Linked DNA regions of Mus musculus: all the other regions are linked to region 1. The links are chromatin contacts, called in public Hi-C, HiChIP or PLAC-seq and promoter capture Hi-C maps. All regions are on one chromosome and are shown on one strand. Each heading gives the region's core, a stretch centred on a gene start, on an enhancer-like site or on the middle of the called end of the contact. The rest is flanking DNA. Distances are from core to core; before and after follow the strand shown. Region 1 holds the start of Irx1 (Iroquois homeobox 1). Region 2 overlaps 1700112M02Rik (a long non-coding RNA gene). Region 3 has its middle 180 kb from the start of Gm41000. Region 4 has its middle 130 kb from the start of Gm40999. Region 5 has its middle 280 kb from the start of Gm41000.

The links. Promoter capture Hi-C pulls out the DNA fragments that hold promoters and counts their contacts. A called contact is a pair of places that touch in the nucleus more often than the background predicts. HiChIP or PLAC-seq counts read pairs in DNA pulled down with a chosen protein or histone mark.
Region 2: a contact with region 1 is called in an H3K27ac HiChIP or PLAC-seq map of stem cell-derived neural progenitor cells, with 4 times the contacts expected there. The contact joins the enhancer-like site here to the promoter of Irx1 in region 1. A contact is called at or near these places in 1 of 39 promoter capture datasets (the C10 cell line), 3 of 484 Hi-C or Micro-C datasets (cerebral cortex and embryonic stem cells), 12 of 115 datasets of contacts at active chromatin or transcription factors (astrocytes, embryonic basal ganglia, embryonic hindbrain and 6 more) and 2 of 9 other capture datasets (adipose tissue and liver).
Region 3: an H3K4me3 HiChIP or PLAC-seq map of the SCID.adh cell line shows a contact between it and region 1, with 29 read pairs. The contact joins the enhancer-like site here to the promoter of Irx1 in region 1. A contact is called at or near these places in 2 of 39 promoter capture datasets (embryonic stem cells and hippocampal neurons), 9 of 484 Hi-C or Micro-C datasets (the Patski cell line, adipose-derived mesenchymal stem cells, embryonic stem cells and 2 more), 11 of 115 datasets of contacts at active chromatin or transcription factors (the SCID.adh cell line, astrocytes, craniofacial prominence and 8 more) and 3 of 9 other capture datasets (adipose tissue, embryonic stem cells and liver).
Region 4: a Hi-C map of adipose-derived mesenchymal stem cells shows a contact between it and region 1, with 2.3 times the contacts expected there. The contact joins the enhancer-like site here to the promoter of Irx1 in region 1. A contact is called at or near these places in 2 of 39 promoter capture datasets (the 3T3-L1 cell line and 3T3-L1-derived adipocytes), 4 of 484 Hi-C or Micro-C datasets (adipose-derived mesenchymal stem cells, embryonic fibroblasts and uterus), 1 of 115 datasets of contacts at active chromatin or transcription factors (embryonic hindbrain) and 3 of 9 other capture datasets (adipose tissue, liver and pancreatic islet).
Region 5: a promoter capture Hi-C map of embryonic stem cells shows a contact between it and region 1, with 2.6 times the contacts expected there. The contact joins the enhancer-like site here to the promoter of Irx1 in region 1. A contact is called at or near these places in 1 of 39 promoter capture datasets (embryonic stem cells), 4 of 484 Hi-C or Micro-C datasets (cerebellum and embryonic stem cells), 6 of 115 datasets of contacts at active chromatin or transcription factors (the SCID.adh cell line, embryonic hindbrain, embryonic midbrain and 3 more) and 1 of 9 other capture datasets (pancreatic islet).

What each region holds. Positions count from the first base shown.
Region 1 is chr13:71,962,068-71,965,843 of GRCm38.p6, reverse strand. It overlaps Irx1 (Iroquois homeobox 1), which reads left to right and starts at 2,121. Exons shown (of 4, transcript NM_010573.2): 1 at 2,121-2,631. The coding sequence starts at 2,356.
Region 2 is chr13:71,505,804-71,509,579 of GRCm38.p6, reverse strand. The region is part of intron 1 of 1700112M02Rik (a long non-coding RNA gene); the gene reads right to left. Among named protein-coding and RNA genes, the nearest start is that of 1700112M02Rik, 20 kb to the right of the region's middle. Within about 2 kb of position 1,784, at least 60 of the 459 cell types and tissues checked have an H3K27ac peak or open chromatin away from gene starts, as enhancers often do. A contact at or near this core is called in astrocytes, embryonic basal ganglia, kidney and 2 more, where this site is marked.
Region 3 is chr13:72,356,471-72,360,246 of GRCm38.p6, reverse strand. No RefSeq gene overlaps it. Among named protein-coding and RNA genes, the nearest start is that of Gm41000, 180 kb to the left of the region's middle. Within about 2 kb of position 1,821, at least 5 of the 459 cell types and tissues checked have an H3K27ac peak or open chromatin away from gene starts, as enhancers often do. A contact at or near this core is called in the SCID.adh cell line, where this site is marked.
Region 4 is chr13:71,657,505-71,661,280 of GRCm38.p6, reverse strand. No RefSeq gene overlaps it. Among named protein-coding and RNA genes, the nearest start is that of Gm40999, 130 kb to the left of the region's middle. Within about 2 kb of position 2,035, at least 14 of the 459 cell types and tissues checked have an H3K27ac peak or open chromatin away from gene starts, as enhancers often do. A contact at or near this core is called in adipose-derived mesenchymal stem cells, where this site is marked.
Region 5 is chr13:72,252,115-72,255,890 of GRCm38.p6, reverse strand. No RefSeq gene overlaps it. Among named protein-coding and RNA genes, the nearest start is that of Gm41000, 280 kb to the left of the region's middle. Within about 2 kb of position 2,145, at least 5 of the 459 cell types and tissues checked have an H3K27ac peak or open chromatin away from gene starts, as enhancers often do. A contact at or near this core is called in embryonic stem cells, where this site is marked.

The DNA.
Region 1 (3,776 bases), core at 872-3,371:
GTGGGCCAGTGGGTGTGAGGACAAAGTGTCCCCAATTCTCAATTCTTTCCCAAACCCTTTCCAAATAAGTCTAATAGACCTAAGGCAGGAGGCCCAACACCTGCAACTCAAGCAGACAGTTGTGGGAGTAATGACAAGCGGTAACCCCTCTGCCACTACATACTGGTAGGGAGATGTATTTGGACTGACTTCCTCCCTCCTTCTCTGAGGTAACAGCTCAGGGCTTATCTTTCCTGAATTTACCTGTCATCTGAAGTGAGTCCTGGGTTCACTGAGCCAGAACAATGGTCAGACCGCTCTTCTCCAGAACTTCCCTGCAGTGGTTTGTTTGTTTGGAGGATGTAAGATAAGGGTCCCAAGATTCTGGTTACAAGATGACTGAATAGCTGGGAACCAAGAAGAGGTCACAATTAGGAGCTTCAGAAGCTAGAACTCTGGGGGTTCCCTTGGGGTACCCTCCAGACTAAATCCAAGCAGGAAAGCAGGTCCTGACATTCCAAGGGGTGTTGGGGTCATGAAGTAGGCAGGGTCAGATGGAGGAAACAGCCTGATTAAGTGAGAAGATCCAACCCAGAGCAGAGAAAATGAAGATTACCTGATTTTCCCACTAGTAATTAGTAACTACTTTTAAGAGCTGTATTGTGCCTAATTACAGGCAAGGTTTAGTATCTGATTTCAAGACCTATAAGTGAGGACTTCCTGATGTTGCAGGAGACACCAGGCAAGCAAGTGTGCCTTAGCTGGTGTCCAGGGTCCCAATGGCCCTGGACAGCAGCATTCCAGTATGCATGTTGGGGCTCTCTGTCAAACCTGTCACTGTACCCCTTAATTCTCTGAGTCTGAAATTAGACCCTGAAGGTGAAGCTCCACCAGCACCGTGTGATGTGACACACTCAAGCCTCTGCCACATTATAGACAGCAGCAAGAAACGAGGCACTAGGAGTCTCTGGACATTTTGGTTCTGCACTTCCAATACCAATCTAGGGCACCATGAGCAGAAGCATCTTTCTCTGGTCAGCCGCACTGATTGAGAGAGGAGAGAGGAATGAGCATTTCAAGTCTGCCCTGAGAACAGAGCAGCCAGGCCCCTGGCTTTCAAATTGCCTGGTTCTTATTTTCCCAGCGTTTGAGATAGGAATTGGGCGGGGATGGGGGGGGGGGGTGTCGTGGGAGACTCAAAGACAGGGGACTGGCGGCTGTCCTGTCCTGTTGGACTGGCTAGTCGCAGCGCCACCTCAGGTACCTGAGCTCCACTCGTGTTGACTCTCCGCGTCTGCACACCTAGTGGACAAACGCAGGAGCCCAGGCCTTTCAGGCTTCTCCCAAACTGGAAGAGGGTGGTAGATGACTGTGGGCAAGATTTGCCAGTTCTTTTACCTTGCGAAGGTCCTTCCCCTCCTACAATTCTTTCCCCCACCCTCTAGGAGCTCTCCTCCGCTAGGCAGCGACCTCTCAGCTGGCTTGCCCATTTTAAAAGTTTTTATATTTGGAGAAGCTGACAGAGCGCGGCCGGCCACAACCCGATTCTCCAAGTGCAAGGGGGGGGGGGCAGCAATTTCCAGAGTATCTGTTGATACCAAGTGGGGCCAGAGAGACGACGCACCCTGTATCCGAGGTGTCAAGCCACGCGTAGATTTATCTGAACACTTCAGCCAAATATGTCCCATGGAGGTGCTGCAGAGCCAGCCACAGAGGAAAGGCTGTTCGCTATAGACTGTCCCCTGGCCCCAGGCCTCTTTCCCTGCCACCCCAGCTGTAGAAACGCAATCCCCGAGTTGCTTTTGTTAAAAGGGGATGGGGGAACAGATCTCCGTTGCAAAACCGGGTGTCAGACAGCTGTAAACCGGTGTCGACAGGTTGTCAAAAGCCGCGGGGGCTGGTTGGGAAGGAGCCTGCGGCCTCCGGACCCACACCAGCAGACGGGCCGTGCGCGCCCACCGGAGGAGGAGGTGGCCCGGCGGGCGCGGGGCACCACGTGCTCGCCGTGAGGGGCGGGAGCGGCCAGCGAGGGCGGGCTGGAGGCAGGGAGGGGGCGGGAGGGGAGCCAGGGGCGGGGCCTGTGCTCAAGGGGATGCCAATCAAAGCATCAACTTCAAATTGTGTCTGAGAGCCCCGCCGCCGAGCGGAGGGCGGCCGCCGCAGTCGGCGCGCGATCTCGGATACGGGCGCAGCCGGGAGCCGGGCGCCGCCAGCGAGCACTGGGCCGAGGAACAGCGAGCGGCCCCCGCCCCCGGGCCGGCCGGAGCGCGCCCGGCCCGCGGCCCGCAGCCCCCGAGTCGCGCCTCCTCGGATCGCCAGCCGGTCTTCTTGCCCGCGCAGTTAGTGTTGCCCTCCGCCACCACCGAGCCCGCGGACATGTCCTTCCCGCAGCTGGGCTACCCGCAATACCTAAGCGCCGCGGGCCCGGGCGCCTATGGTGGAGAGCGCCCTGGGGTGCTGGCTGCGGCCGCGGCTGCTGCGGCCGCCGCCTCGTCGGGCCGTCCCGGGACTGCGGAGCTGGGAGCGGGCGCGGGAGCGGCCGCGGTCACCTCGGTGCTAGGCATGTATGCCGCGGCGGGACCGTACGCGGGCGCACCCAACTACAGCGCCTTCTTGCCCTATGCCGCGGACCTCAGCCTCTTCTCGCAGATGGTGAGTGCTCCCGCCTCCCGCGCGTCCTCCTGGCCCGCACCCACGGGAGATCACCGCGCCTGGGGACATCGGGAGCGGCTGGCCCAACAGAGAAACAGAGGATCCGCAGGCAGTGTCTGGGAAAGGAACGAGAAGGGTCCTGCAGAGGGAATCCGGTGGCGGAGACCTCTTTCCCTGGGGACTCGGGAGTGCCCAGAGGCCCAGGCAGTGACCACTGTGGTCTTGGGAGGTTGGAGACCGGAGTCGAAAAGCGGGTTGCGCGCTAGTGGAGAGAAGCCTCCAGAGAAGGCCTGAGACCGCGGCAGGCTCTGGAGGTCCCGGGCAAAACCGCCAGGCTCCTCCAGTGCGACAGGGCAGGCCCGCCGGGCCCCCTCAGCCAGGGCCGCTTTACTAACACTGCCCTAACCTGGCGGCCGGCCTCGCCTGAGCGCCGCAAGAGCTTTCCCTTGGGCCCAGAAGACCTTCCTTCTCCCTCTTTGGCAGAGCAGAGATAGTTGCCCTAGACTTTGCCAAAAGGAACCGGTTAAACCTAGCGGAGTCGATCAAAAACATCCCAACAAACAATAGACATCAGCAGAGCAGAGAGGTCTCTTAATGGAGTGTGTAGGGACCATAGGAATCGGGGCTAAGAAATACTAAGTTGACATAAATTCTGGCTTCCGAAACGGTGTTTGCCTTTACTTTCGTAAGTTGCCAAACTTTTCATTTGAGCCGAAAGAAAAGCACTTTTCTTCCCGTGTTACATAAGGGAGAGTTAAAGGAACAGTGTCCCAGAGCTTAAAATAAATGGTGCTCTCCGATCTCCTGTCCCAGTGGGTGTCAGATGGGGGTGTGTGTTTAAATTTAATTCTCCACAGGAGTATTGGCCTGTCTGTCCTTCCGAATGATCACTTTTCCTTGGTTTAACGGAAAGGTCGGGCTGCTTAAACTTGAGGCCGCTAGCAAATTGCGAGGCGGGCACTGGTTTTTGGAAGGCAGCCCCCTGCTGCCCTGCTATCTTCTGGATAGAGCAATTTCCAAGAACCCTGAATTATCCAGTCTCTGGCAAAACAGACCAGACCAGACTCCTTTAAAAGGTTGGCCTCCAACTGTGCAGAAGCAAAGCGGCTAGCGCGATTTTCCGAACTTTTCTTGTAGTTTAGAAA
Region 2 (3,776 bases), core at 535-3,034, 460 kb after region 1:
TCCCTAGAAGAAGTGAAAGACAATTTTTTTCTGGAGTCAAATATTGGTGGTCCAAGTTGAGAAAGAAACATGGACTCGGGTTGCCTCAAATACCTTCTCCAATGTGTTAACAGAATCATGGCACTTTTATAGTTATAGAACAAAAGCAGAAGTCATAATCTAAATAGTTCCCACGTTCATGGGGACATCAGGTAGGCAAGTCACAGAAAGCAAGGATCTCTGCTATAGGCCTAAGATGAAGTCTGATGTCATTCTTCGTTGTTGGATAAGAAGACATGCTCTCTTAAGTTGGTACTTCTGAAAAAGGTTTGCTGTGACAGTAAGAAGGATGCTAAGTCAGATGCAGAGGTGTGCAGCAAGTGACCAAATTAAGGAGTTAAAGTTAGCTCAAGACAATCTATCTGCCTCTAGACCATCAGCATCTCAACACTCTAGACACAACAACAAAGTTCTAAGCAGCCATCAGGACAGCAAGGGTGGGGTGGGGTGGGGCTTTAACACAAGCATAGCTTGGAAGTTCATGGTATTAACCTTCCCGCCTTTACTACACTCTCCTCCTGTGAAGGTGTTAATTTCACAGGATGACCGGTCTCTTTTAGCCATCCTATCCACTGAGGCCGTGGAGGAGGGTAGGTGTATCCCATAGAGCTGGGTTCTCAGGACCACACAGAAAGCAAACAATAGAGCACTGGCTCCTGACCCTCCAAAGACCACAGGTGCCAGAGATGGAAATGATCCATGAACACATGACCATGATGTGTCATGACTTCAAATACAACATGAAGTTTGTCCTCTCATGGGTTCATAGAGGAGTTCATACTTAGCCCTGACTCTACCACCTTCAGCAGCCCGAGTTCTGTGTTCTCCCTGAAGGATGACACGTCCTAGGGGATGTTATCATGACAGGGTGTGGTCAGGGTGGAGAAAAGCAAACCTGAAACAGGCTGCTATCACATACACTGCTGTTCAGAACAGCCACATTGCTTGGGCTTCATCTATACTCATGTTCTGTTTCTAAAATTATCAGTATTCATGGCAGGCTTCTTTGCTTTCCTTAAAAAAAAAATCCTAATCTCATGTCCTTCTGAAATGCCTCTCCAAATATGAAGACATGGTCGTTCCTTGACTCACAGCCTTTGGCAACAGTGTGAAAGGGCTGGCTAGGCCATTTATTTACTCTGCAGCCTGAATTCCGGCTGTGGCACTGGGCAGAGCTTGAACAGAGCTGTCTCCTACTCCGGAGCCCGTGCAGGTGGTGGCGGCTTGGTTATTCTGTTTACAAATCATTAATGAAGTGATTGTACCTCCTTTCACTTGCTAACACTTTGGAACTGTGTGGAGTGATGCATTCTTAAGCGAGGGACACAAGAGCAGAGAGAAGCCCACAACAGCCTTATTATGAGGGCCACACAAACTCGGCAACGCTGGGGTTTATATTAACCCAATCAATTAAGGAGCGATGGAAAGGCCAGGCCCAGGGCACTGGGAAAACCTGACAGCCAAAGTTGCTTGGGGCTCAGTGGTGCCCTCCCCCCTGGAGTTCTCTATCCCCTGGCTGACCACGCTTTCTTCCTGCATGATAAAAGGCCTTTTCAAAGCAGACCTTTGCTGGGGGACACACAGTGGAAGTCACCACATTCTCTGAATGCAATAAATGTCTCTTTTAAATTCGGATGAGGCTGGTGTAAACTCTCTTTAGTGGGGCACTCTTAGGGTTCCGCAGGAAAGGCGCATACATTAGACTACACTGTAACCTTTTGTGCTCAGCCCATCAGCTCTCTCCTGAGTCCCTAAAGTAGGGGGATCCTGCCAGGGAAACAAGTCACACCCTCCACTGAAGCCACCTTTGTGTAGGCCCTCATTTGCATAAGCAGCATGCTGTCACTGGGAAGGCAGATGGCTCCGGGACTCTATCCCAGCAGAGAGGGAACGCAGACAGAGTAGGTCTATTACTGGGGCTTTTCCTTAAACGCAAACATTTCTGGGGCTTCTGGTTTCCCAACTGTAAAGAAATGGGTGCTGGGCAGTGGCTTCTGGGTTTTGTCCAGCCTTGTGGCTCTGCGCCTGCGCACTGAGCACGCTGGCTCTCATCCCTTCCCACATACTATACTGCAGAGTGAACACCACTAACCTACAAACTCCGCCTCCAAAGTTACCTGTGCTGCTGACTCTGAACTTTTACGTGTAGCTACGGGGAAACTTCAAACACCTTTTCATAGACTGTACATGGATTCGGGGTGATTTAAAACTGGATAAAGGTCAGGAAAGCCCTGTTTCTCATTGCAAGCTAGATTTTGTTTGTGGTTTTCTGTGCTGATAAGCCCCTCACTAAACTTAGGAAGGTTACTCTGCACCCTGTGCCGTTCACAGTTCTTGAGCGTGGAGGGATGGTGAAGGTCAAGCCTCTGGGAAAGTCACTTGCCTTGGTATTTGTAGTCATGGTTCTATCAATGCTCTGTTGGGTACCGGGATGTGAGGAACATCCCATCATGTCCCTGAAGCTGCAGTGAGTAAGCCACATGTCCCTGGCTGGGTGTGTTCACACCCGGTAGGGTGACAACATCAGTGTCTCCCTGGCTCTGGGAACGTGAGTATATAGTTAAATATCCTTCAGCACGACTGAAATGTGGCACTTTCCCCAGGAGCTTCTAGAGGCACGTAGACATTCTGTCTCTTGTGGCAGAGTTCCTTGGGAGTTTCCGTTTGTTACGGGCTGTGAGTAGGGATAGGTGATCATTTTAGAAAATGCACCATCATTCACTAGGTTTTGCAGGACCCCTCTCTCCTTCAAAACAAACAAGAAAGGAGGAAGCAAGGACCAGACCACAGGTCTGCTATTCAGTTGTGCAGAAAATGCAAACAAACTTTAAATATGGGGTTTTTGTAACTATGTTTTACTAGTTAGGAAAAAAATATACCACAATGTTAGCAACTCTGTCACAGTTACAATGCTTTGCTGGATACATGGGCTTTCTTTTCCAACTGTGCCTGGTCTCCTCCCCTCCCCCTCTCCTCTCTTCTCTCTTTCTCTCTCATCATGCTCATCTAGGTGTGCAGTATCAATGGGACCCTATGAGCTCTTGCACTTTATTTAAAGACATATTGACACATATGGTACAGAGAGAATGAGGCTGCTTTACCGTGCGTGCATTTTAGGAAGGAGTCAAAATCCCTTGTAACATATCACTCAGACCAAACACTTGACATAATTTAATAGCAACCACGTTCTTGCAGCATGTAAGTTAATACCCGGGTGTAAGGTCATGTCTGTGTACAAACTGTGAAGCCAATCATCTCCTGGACCACATGGTCCATATTGTTCCCTACTGTCAGGCTTCACAATTGAAATTGATGACTGAAGTTCTACCCGTCAGTCAAAGGCTCCATCCATCAAGGACCACAGTGAGGGTGGGGAGTAGAGTCTGGGCACCTTGTCTCTGGTGGTTGTGCTAAATCAAACAGTAGAGACCATCTGTTTACATTAATCTACCGTTAGATGGCAAAGTTAAGAAGCTAGGTTCAGTGCTGTTTCCAAAGGGCTTATTAGTAAGGTGAGGCAGGGAATTGGGATAATCTGACCTAATAGGAGACTTTAGATTAATTAAATAGCTCATTAGACAGCATGCCTGAAGCATAGATTCCTGTTATTTCATTTAGAGCAGGCTATGGCTCCTGGATTGAAATTAAGTAGGCATAGGAGGTTGTTTGTTTGGTTTTTTTTGTTTTGTTTTGTTTTGTTTTGTTTTGTTTGCCATTCCTCCTTCTTATACCAAATT
Region 3 (3,776 bases), core at 572-3,071, 390 kb before region 1:
ACCCTTAACAAGATGTTTATTCCACACCCTCTAAGGCTCATGGGCATTTCAGAAGAGGGTCATGATGAGAAGAATATAAGAGTCCAAAGATAGAGAGAATTATCAAGACATGCAATCACTTGGGCAAAACATAGCCATTATACCCATGAACTCACGCCAGGCGCTTACACTAGATCTTCACAAAGATGTGCCTGCCAATAGTGAAGTGTAGGATGAAGAGAGGCTCAGAGAGCTGTGACCATCAGTGCTGAACTATGCTACTGATAAAGGAGGCAGGGAAAGTATTTTTTTCATTTGTCTCTCCACTAGTGACACCACCAAGCTCCTGTGGGGAGTTCCAACCCAAAGGTCACAAAGATGGCTCTGATTAAAGTATATGAGTCACAAAATAAACTCCAGAATCATGAATCTGGGAGAAGGACGGTAGGAATGGGGATTAAAATAAGCATGATAGAGAATAAAAGCATGAGATGAAATTAATCATATGCACATATTCATACACAAATACATACACACAAAAATATACATGAATATACTGAACACACTTCCACAACTACCCATTGTTAAGTGAAAATAATCAACAGAAAAGCAGCCAGAGGCCTTTGGCTTGAAGCCCTCATGGTAGTCGCCTTCCTGCTTTGCATCACAAGTAGAGACAACAAAGTTTCTCAGGCTCTACCTGTATTCAAGACTCGGATGTTGAGACATTGGGTTAAACTTCCAGACTAAGACAGGTACAGTAAGGTGATGCATGTCTGTAATCCTCATATTGGGGAGGCGAAGGCAGCAGGACTGCCAGTTTAAGAGGGGCCTGATCTAAGCAGCAAGACTCTATCTAAGAAAGTAGAAAATAACATAAGGCAATGTCCGGCTGAGCCGGCCATGTGACCCAACCCAGCTGTGCAGCATGACCTTGAGTAGTAAGAAAGCATTGCAGAAAGCAAAGCACAGGACGGGCGCTCACTAGACAAGGAACAACAGTTTGCTTTTGATGCCGTAAAGGACCTTGTGCTTTGCCTCCAGTCACCCAACACACTGAACAAGCGGAGCACCAGAAACACTTCCACAAAACCACTCCAGATACAAAGATACAGCAGGAACACCATCCACAATGGCTGCCTCATGTCCTCAATAACTGATCATACCTTAAAGACGCCCCGACAGAACCTGAGTCAACTTCTCAAGCTACCACACAGCATCCAAGTCCAGGACACATAGCCCAGCACTTTGTCAATCAGATACCCAGCCAAGCAGCACGGTAAGGACAAAATGCCTCTCCTTCCACCAAACGGCAGAAGGAAGGATCTTAGTCAAGGAGCCAGGTGCATCCCAGACCTATGCTGCCTTTCACCTGGGCTCAGTTTCCCACTTTGAGAAAACTTTTCCCTGAGGAGACCATGTGACCTTCTTACTACCTTGGCACTGCCAGTTCTTTCAGGCTTGAGTAAAGACTTCTGCATCTGGTCACACCGGGTGAGCCTGCAGGTGCCTCCAGAGTCTGCCCTGCCTACAGGGACTCCAACTGAGAATGGGCTTCTTTCTTGGTATTCTTAACCAGTCGCTGGCAATTCATTAGTATTTAAATTTATGCTAATTTCATCAAGGTGTGAAAAGATCTTTTTCTTGCATATACATGAAAGGACCATATTACTATTCAACAGCTTCTTCCCCTCTTTTTTTTTTTTTTTTTTTTTTTAACCCAAGAAAATCTTGTCTTCACCTAACAAAAGAAAGCAGAAATAAAAAGGCACAGTGTAGGAAGAGCGGAAAGTGAGTTCTTAGCTTCCCCGTGTAGGAGTGACACTCCATCAGGATATCAGTGATCACTAGAAAAAGCACACGCTAGCTGATCAGTACAGAGAACAGCCACATGGGGTGTCTGGAACCCTGGTCCTTTGAAAGAACACCCTGAAATGTCATTTCCTTGTCACCCCATTTACTCAGGCATTTTTTACAACGACATGGTAAAATGCTGCGTGGTTCCTCTCAGCGTGTTCATTCAGAGTGTAGAAAAAAAATCCTCAACCCTGGCCAATACCCTCACCCTCACCTCGACATCAGAATGGAATGAGAATAAGCTCTGACTGCAGCTGCTCTCTACACCCTTGTCCTGAGAGTCAGGTCACCCAAAACTCAGCTGCGTCCCCTGCAGGACCACCTGAGCTGAAGGATCCCAGTCCGTATGGCTTCGGACCCCCTCTGATAGTGCTCAGTGAGGCCATCATTAGGCCTTGTCTTCCACCCTCCTCATGATGCAGTTTAGTGATGTTAGGTTGGCCTGTGCGCCTGTCTGATGGCAGATTGTGCCACTGCTGTATAGATTTACTGTCATTCTGCACGCTGCCCCACATTTGACAGAGGCCACATGTAGTGCAGTGGGAACAGGGCTGGGTTAAGCATCCCTGCCTCTTGGATGTAGCTCACAGGATTCCCAGGCAGGCAAGACAAGTCGATGCCTCATCACATTGATACTGATGACAGGTGGATCTTAGTGTCACTGTCCTGGCAGTCAACCTCACCTTACCGAGATAAGGCAGGCACTCCCAACCCTCCCTATAGACAGTAAGGGGTCCTGCTCTTTTGCTGGGGAAGAGAAAAAACCTAAGATGTAATCTCTAACCCTAATTGATTTTAATCCTTTGGGTGGGAAGTATAACAGCTGATCCCCTTTTAAAATTACCTTTTTATATGTACAAGTGTGTTGCCTGTGTATATGCACCATGTGTGTGTAAATGTCTGAGGTCAGAAGAGGGTGCCAGATTCCCTGCCACTGGAGTTATAAGCAGTTGTTAGTCACCAGCTGGCTTTCAACCCAGTCCTCTGCAAAGATAGCAAGTGTCTTAACTGATGAGCTTTTTGTTTTTGTTCTTGTTTTTCAGCCCAATAGCTGCCAATTTTAATGAAGAAAATATTCTTCTGAAAAGGAGCTCTCAAGTTTTGTGGTATAAAAAACAAACTTTCCTCCTCTCCTCCCCCTCCTCCTCCTCTTCCTCAGATTATTTATTTATTTATTTATTTATAATTTAGCTTTTACCTTTTCAGTTTGTTTTAGTACAGAGTGACCTGCAACTTGAGGAGATACTTGCCTCAGTCATCCAGAACTTTGAGATTATATGTGTGGTTTTATATTATTTATTTTAGGTAATATACAAAACCATGGGTCTCATGTCTTTCTCTCATTCACCTCTCCAGTGCCATGTTCTCCACTCCCTGACCCCTACATCCCCCATGGCTCCCTTCTGCTATTCAAAAATCCGTGCTAAGTTTCCATTCTGTCATGAGAGAAACACATGAATCATTTTTCTTTCTTTTCCCCTATTATGTCTCCTGCCACCCTTCTCCCTTTCTCGGAACGCCTTCTTCCCCTCTCAGGGCTCCCTTCTAGTTTATATCCTATTTATATAATTGAGAGTCTGCCTATGAGAGAAAACAGGCTATGTTTGCCTTTCTCCTAGCACGATCCACTTACCTGCAAACATTAGGATTTCACTCTTCATTGTGGCTGTATAAAACTTCATTGTATATGTTGTGATCATAAAAAGGGAAAGAGCTAAAAGAATATCTTCTGGCAGGTTGTGGGGGAAGGAGGTGCCTCGGTGGGCCCATGCTGAGGCATCCCTTCCCCCTGTGAGACCAGACACACGCTGGTATAGTATAGAAGAGAGTTTATTCGGGGAATGGGGAGGGGAGTTAAGAGGATAGCAGAGGCAGAGAAAGGCAGAGAGAAGGAGAGAGTAGAGAAGTAGGGGCCCCGCCATGACCACATGGAGAGGGGG
Region 4 (3,776 bases), core at 786-3,285, 300 kb after region 1:
AATGAGGAGGTTCCCAGATAGTCTAAAGTGAGATTGTAAAAAATGTCTGAGGGGGTTGGATGGAGGGTGGTATATCCCAAAAGAACAAAAAGAACAACAAAAGGCTTACAGGATGCCAGGAGCACACTTCTGGCAACACACCAATCTTGGGAGTAGCAAAGGATTCATGTATTCTGACCCCAAAAGAGACATGGGAACAAGAGATATTTGACCATGAAATGCAAGGCAGTCTAGTAGAAAAAAGAAGCTGCAGCCCAAGAACCAACGGGGTGAGTCATCTCAGGACGAGGAAATTAATGAATATTTTAATTATCAGAGAGAGGGCCATAAAAATCTAAAACCCCATGCCCTCCTTCCGGGAAGTCTACACTCTTCACAGTTGGCAGTTTTCTGGTGTAACTGAGAACAGAAAGTCAGTGCTTGAGAAAAGGAAGTTACTCTGAAATCATCTTCCCTTGAGAATTGAGCTTCCTTTGCTCCAGAACCTCATCAAAGGGCAGAGGCATCATAAACGTAGTGGGCTGAGCAGAGCTCAGGCAAGCTTCCGGAAGCCGCTCTAATGCTGCTCACTTCAGCTGACATGGAAGGCTCTCGAAACTCCCGCAAAGCTTTAGAGGTTTGATTCCAGTTGCACAGGGAGGTCTACATCTCTTGCTGCTTGCCTTTATAGCCCTGGTCACTAGGCTAGTGGAGTCAGAAGCTGAGGACAGACAGCCATTGTCTGCCATGGTGCATCCTGGGAAGAGGGTGAAAGGGCATCTACATCATGTTTGTGAAATCAGTGTGACCCTTGATGGCACCGAGCAGCCTTCAGGCCTCAGTCGTGATACGGTTGCATTCTTCTATATTCTGATCCTGCTACTCCATACTCCTTGGGCAGCCTTTATTTTGGGGGAGAGGGAGGACTCTCTCTCTGTATATATCTGTCTGGGTTTTCTATTCAGTATTACCTTCACAGGAACATGAATACTCACCTCAGGATCCCTGCTGTCTGGGGAGGAAAATTGGAGGGAGTTCCAGGTCCTGTGGTAGTCCTGTGGGAGTTCCAGGTCCTGCTGCAGGAGTGTTTCATCACCAGTGGCAGAGCAGAGGGCTACTGAGGTGCACAGCTACAGGAGATGCTGGCTTTTCTACAGAGGAACCACTGCAGGGCAGCAGTAGCAAGAGGCTTATTACCAGGTATCTGTCTGTCCCTTTGTCCCTGGGTTGCTGCTCTACCTTGGTTAGATGACAATCAGCATAATTTCCACCAACTGCCATTTCCAGGCGTTAAGGCCAAGGGTGATTCCACAAGTCTGTGGACAGAACCTCATCTTCACTCTTTCCTAAATATAATGTTAAAAACTGACTTCTTTAGAGATGTCTCCATCAGCCAGGAAGACAAAATAGTACTTTAAAAAAAGACATTAGCCTCATATTTACGTGAAAGATCATGACAACCTGGTAAAACTAGGCTGCCCGTACAGGGCTATATATTTTAAAGGACCTTGTAATTTATGTTTTGAAATTTCTTTCCTACACGGTTGTAGAGTGTAGTTGAAGCTTCTGACATTTATAATGGAGCAGCAGAGATCTGCTAGCTAAATGGTATGCAACATTCCATAAATTACAGCCTGAAATTTGTCTTAGTGTTCCAGTATCCTTGTGACAGGTTTTTCTCTGAGAAGGAAAAAAAAGTGGGGGGGGGGTGTGACATGAGTGTCGAAAGGCAGAATCCATCTTAACCACTTCGAAGGCCTGCCTGACTAGAGAGTTGCTCTGGGATACTCAGGATGACCGTGTGGGGATACTCACCTGGTGGGTTATTTCACTAAATGTAGAGAGTTCTTGTTGGGACCAATCCCAGTCAGCTATCACAGGCACCTTGCCCATCAATCAGGCAGGGGTCTTCCAGCTTTATTCAAGTTGACAACGGTTAGCTGCCTGCTGTCTGTGTCTAGTATCTTTTGCTGCTTGTGTGCCTGGTTTCACTTGGGGTCAGGATCTTGCTACATAAGGGAGTTTCTGAGTTCCTTCACAGTTGACTCATCCTAGAGGCCAGGACTTGTGAGTAACAGCTCTGGAGGTGTTGTGTGACAACTCTGGAGAGGTGGCAAATGGGATTTTCTTCTCTTACTGTCTTGGGTTCAATTGCGCTCCTGAACTGTGAACTAAAGATGGCAAGACTTCATGGGCGTGACGCACAGGGACAGAGGAGAGTAACATGAACCCAGGCAGTCAAGATGGCGGCCTGGAAACCCTGTTTTGTAAAAGGCCAGGATGTGGAAGTGAATCCAGTTTTTGCCTGTAACAGCCAAAAACAATGAGCATGCACTGTGTGAGTGTGGGTCAGTGAAACTCTCTTCCCAGAGACAGACTGGATTCTGGACTTGTCCCACAGGACACAATTCACTCAGTCTATATGAAAGATGTGTTTCAAAATATTTTGTTCAAGTCTCCGTTCCAAGATCTGTAACTCCCAGCCCTCGTTTGCTGATACAAGCCTCAACCAATGGTTATTGGTTAAACCCTTTCCCCTTCTCTCCCTGTGCTTCTTGAGCTTTTCAGCCTCTCTAGCTCTGGCACAGACTCCCTGCACCCCTTCTACATTTCTGGGAACACACTTCTTCCTTCTCTCACAATCCCAGCTCTCTGGGAGAGCAGCTCGAAGTATCTCATAGTCATTCATTCTTTCCAAACTTAAAGCTCACACATGCACACAACCATGTCTGTTGAATGTTGTGTTTCCAGAAGGGTCAGTGCTGCCAGAGGTCTGCTTTCAAAAGAAAATGAGAACACCCTTCCCTCATAAAACATGAGAGAGAGAGAGAGAGAGAGAGAGAGAGAGAGAGAGAGAGAGAGAGAGAGAGAGAGAGAGACTAAATTAGAGATCTCCATCGGATCTCTTCTCTAGGAGCTCAAGGAAAGTCCCCCAGAAGAGAGGAAGGAAGGATTGTAGGATCCAGAGGGTCTGAAGACACCAGGAGAACACCCCCCACCGAATCACCTAAGCAGGGCTCTGACTCAGATATTTGAATCTCCAATTGGTGGTGCTCTTTGGGAGGTTTAGGAGGTGTGCATTGCTGGAGGAAGTACATCACTGGGAGTGGGCTTTGGGAGTTTAAATCTTTAAGCCACTTCCAGGGTGTCCCCTTTGCTTCGTGTTTGTGACTCATAATGTGAAGTCTCAGACTCTCACTCCTGGTCATGCCTGACACCTACTGTCACGTTGACTGCAACAAATGAACTCTAACCCTCTCTAACTATGAGCCATAAATGAACTCTTTGTTTTAATAATTTGGCTTAGCCCTGGTGTTTTATTACAGTAGCAAGAAAGCAAATAAGACTGATTATACAATTTTCAGAAAAAAAATTAACCAAAGACCCTTTCTATAAAAACTCCTAAGACAAAATACTGTGATAAGCATCTTTAGAAATGGAGAGACCCCGTTGGAGCACCTCATTCATGACTTAAGTACAAGGCAATGCACAGTCCCTTGCTGGTAGACCTCTGTTCAATGAACAAATAAATATTGATGAAATAAATTGATCACTTTTCTGACCTTATCATCAGTTTCTTTTCTATGACTAATACCCATAGTTATGCTAAAAATGTTTTGACAAGTATTTCTCAATTACAGACAAAACTTAGCTTCAATATCCTTGAAAAATACAGAACTAGAAATATGGCATTTATGTCTGACAAAGAGTTTTCCACTAAAATCACTCTATTAACACATGAGGATGAAGTACGTGTTCTTTTAATCCCATTAGTTTCTGAAAGGTATGGAAATCAG
Region 5 (3,776 bases), core at 896-3,395, 290 kb before region 1:
ATATTCAGGTGCAAGGAGATAGGAAATTTACTGCAGGGTATAAGAACTGGGTACAGCTATGGAAGCTTGTCCTAAGTTTGAGAGACTTATAGCTGAATAAGATGTAAATTATTCCTGCAAAATTAGTGAGAAAACCAAAAGCAAGATAGGGGGACAGTTATTTGGCTTTTACTTCCACATCATTTTTTGTCATTGAAGAAAGTTAGAACAAGAACTTAAATAGGACAAGAATCTTGAGGCATGAGCTTATGCAGAGGCCGTGGAGGGGTGCTTCTTATTAGCTCAGGCCCTGTGGCTTGCTCAGCCTGCTTTCTTATAGAACCAAGTCCACGGATGGCACCACCCACCACGGACTGGGCCAACTTACACCAATCACTAATTAAGAAAATGCCCTATGGGCTTGCCCTATGTTATAGAGGCATTTTCTCAATTGAAGTTCCCTCTTCTCAAATGATTACTTGTGTCAGGTTAACATAAAACTAGCCATCAGAACCCCACAACAGCCAGATCTATAACTGTAAAGTCAACAGCTGAAGAGCTTACACTCAGAAGGCACTCTGCCTAAGTGAAAAAATACAGTCCCAGAATGCACAAGTTAACTGATTTAAAAATCCAGTGCTAAAGGTTCATTTTCTTTCTAGAAATAGATGTTTGTCCAAGGAAGTTCCCAAGACTTCTGCATGAGATAGGCAATTGCAATTAATGTTGGTTACCCACCTGAACTGAATAGGAAATGCTTATTATTAAAAATACCGTGTATTTGCTATTGATACAGAGACAGACAGATTGATCAATGAAATTGAATTAAAGATCCAGAAATAAACACACTAAACACACATACCTACATACACTTCATTTTGACAAAGAAGCCAAAACCATATAATGGAAAAATGATGCTGGTCTAACTGATTGAATGTCTACATGTAGAAGAATGCAAATAGATCCATATTTATTACCCTGCACAAAACTCAAGTCTAAGGGAATAACGAACCTCAACAAAAAACCCCAAATATACTAAATTTAATAGAAGAGAGAGTGAAAAATAGCCTTGAACACATTGGCAAAAGAAACAATTGATCCTTCGCACTCAACATAGTTACTGTGGCCCTTGTGTATCATGAATGCCCCCTCCTCACTCTTATGTCTGATAAAACTCTTAGGTAAGTGCAAATAGCTCCCAGATTTTCAGAAGTATAGGGCAGGCAAATGAACTGTTAGGTCAGGCTGGAAGTTCTGTCTAGGGCTGAGGAGAGGGCCACAGTTTTTGTTCTAGAATCTGGCCTCTCTGCTGCTATTCCCTTGTTTTTGCGATGAAAAGGCTGATTTTCTTCTTGAACTCATCTTCCTCCTACAACTGTCCCATTCTTATAGAAAGAGTTGTCACCACATTGTGTTTCCATGATACTGAATTTGGAAGAGTCCTGTTTTGGAGACCACAAGGTTTTGGGGTTCCTAATATACTTAGTCTATGCCTAGCAGATCCAGACCTTGACCTGATGGGACTTTTAATCAAGGCTTCAGGGAAGTTTCCAGTCACTGCAACACAGAACATGCTCCCTTCACAGAAATTACTGACTTTTGATAACTTTGAATCACTATTAAGGTTTCACATACTCCATCATTACCAGCACTATTGGATACATATTTATCCCAAACTCCTGGTGCCAAGATAGCAAAGGAAATGATTTATAATCCAGCCATGGAGTATAACTCTGTTGGCACATTGCTCAGAGCATCAGGTTTCCATAGAACCAGAAGTTCTGAAGTGCCATTGGAGTGTCCACTGAGCTCATCCTCAGAACAAAATCTCTTAAGAGTTATCCTTTCATGCTTCTACATGAGTAAGTAGCTAGTTTCATGCATGTTTGCCATTATTTCAACAACAGAGCCTATAGACCAACCCTACATATTTGGGAAATACATTCTTGATGTTACAGACTAGCTCCAGGCTTTTCAGTTAGTTGTTTTGAAAGAGTAGTAAACTCAGTGCTCCAAGGTATGCTAATCATAAAACAGATAGCGACATTCCTCCACCCACCCGCTTCCTGGGTTCAAGGAGTGTTCATTCAAAGAAAGTCACCCTGACCCACCCTGACCATTGCTGGAACCTGCAATGCAAATGTGCTATCGTTAGGGGCTCTTAGAAACTGTCTTGAGAGTTAACAATTACCAGGTGTTGTGTCCGGCCAGCAGACCACAACTTGGGTTCTAGCCTGGAAAGGCATTTTGGAAACCTGGAAGAAAAGAGGGGCTAGGTGGCGAGAGAAAGAAATGTAGCCAAGACAGTTATTTTGATCAAAGCTCAAATTTTATTGTTGCGACACTAGTTATGAAGGAAGGGGGAGGGGACCCGATTCCCGCCGAATAATCTCTGGTCCAGTAAAAAGGTGAGCACGTGTGTGGCTCCAAACAACAAAGCGACAGGTTCCAGCAGTGGGCGTGGCAGAACGAATGAGCAGGAAGCTCCACCCCTGAGCAAGCAGGTTTCAGGCTGGGGGAGGGGAGACTACAACAGACCTCAGAATCTCAGCACGGGCAGCAGTGACTTCTGTACATAGACATCCAGTGGTGCAAGGAATAGAGGAGACAGAGAGAATTTTTTGCACCTTATCCCGAACTTGCTCGGGGTAAACGTTTAGAACCCTTTGGCATAATTGCTTTTCCTGGACATAGAATGATTTTCAGAGCCAGAAGCAGATGCATAATTTGAGACACCACAGCAGAATTCAAAGGCCAGAGCCCCCTTTAAGGATTCTGGGAGTATTTTAAGATGGTAACTGGATGTGGTGGCTCTGGTCTATGATTTCAGTACTTGAGAGGCTGAGGGTAACTTGGATTGCATATTGAGCTTGAAATTGGCCTGTGTTACAGAGTAAGATATTAGCTCAAGAGAAAACACAAAGAAAATCCATCAAACAATAATCTTAGATGGAGCCCTGTTGATGAAAAAATGACATAGACTACAGGAGAGCTAATTGGTGTGACTTAGACCTTGGTTTCCTTTTAACATCAAGCCTGTCTGGGTGACTTGGAGATGCCCCATTCCCAAGTGTAGCCCATGATCCCGGCTTCCAAATCTTGCTGTCTGAGGTCTCCCATTCATTCATGGTGTCCCTGATGAGACATCATTGACTTAGTAGGAGGACACTAACTGAGGGGTCATGGCAGAAGCCTAAATGCAACCATGTAGGTTTGTTCATCTATAGTAAGACATATGCTCCACATGTATTTTAGCCTTTCAGGTATTTGTAAGAACAACACCACACAGCTTGTAAGCTGGTAAGCTGACATCATAGAGTCCACCAATGCTGATAATGTGTCAAGCAACCATGGGACTGTCAAAAGCAAAATAAAGAATGAAAAAGAAGAATTTATTAGAACTATTGGTCTGTACACTAATTTTAAGTGTTTCACAGTCAAAGTCACAACATCAGGTCCATTGCTGTGATAGAAGTTGAAGGTAGTACCCTCTAAGAGAGCTCCTGATAGCTACAGAGAGATCTCTTTATGATACATTCAGAATTTCACAGCCCCATTTCCTTAATAGTTTAAAAAGTAATTACAAAATAGAAAGTAAGTTACTTTGTTGAGATATTGTAGAATTGTTTTTAGTATGAATACATGATAAACAATATCAAAATTTTCATAGAAAAAAAGAATAATATGATTACTGAGACACAGCTGCCAGTAACATTTTATTGTGTATATGTGCCTTTGTGTGTGTGTGCTGTACAGTATGTGTGTGTGTGTGTGTGTGTGTGTGTGTGTGTGTGCGC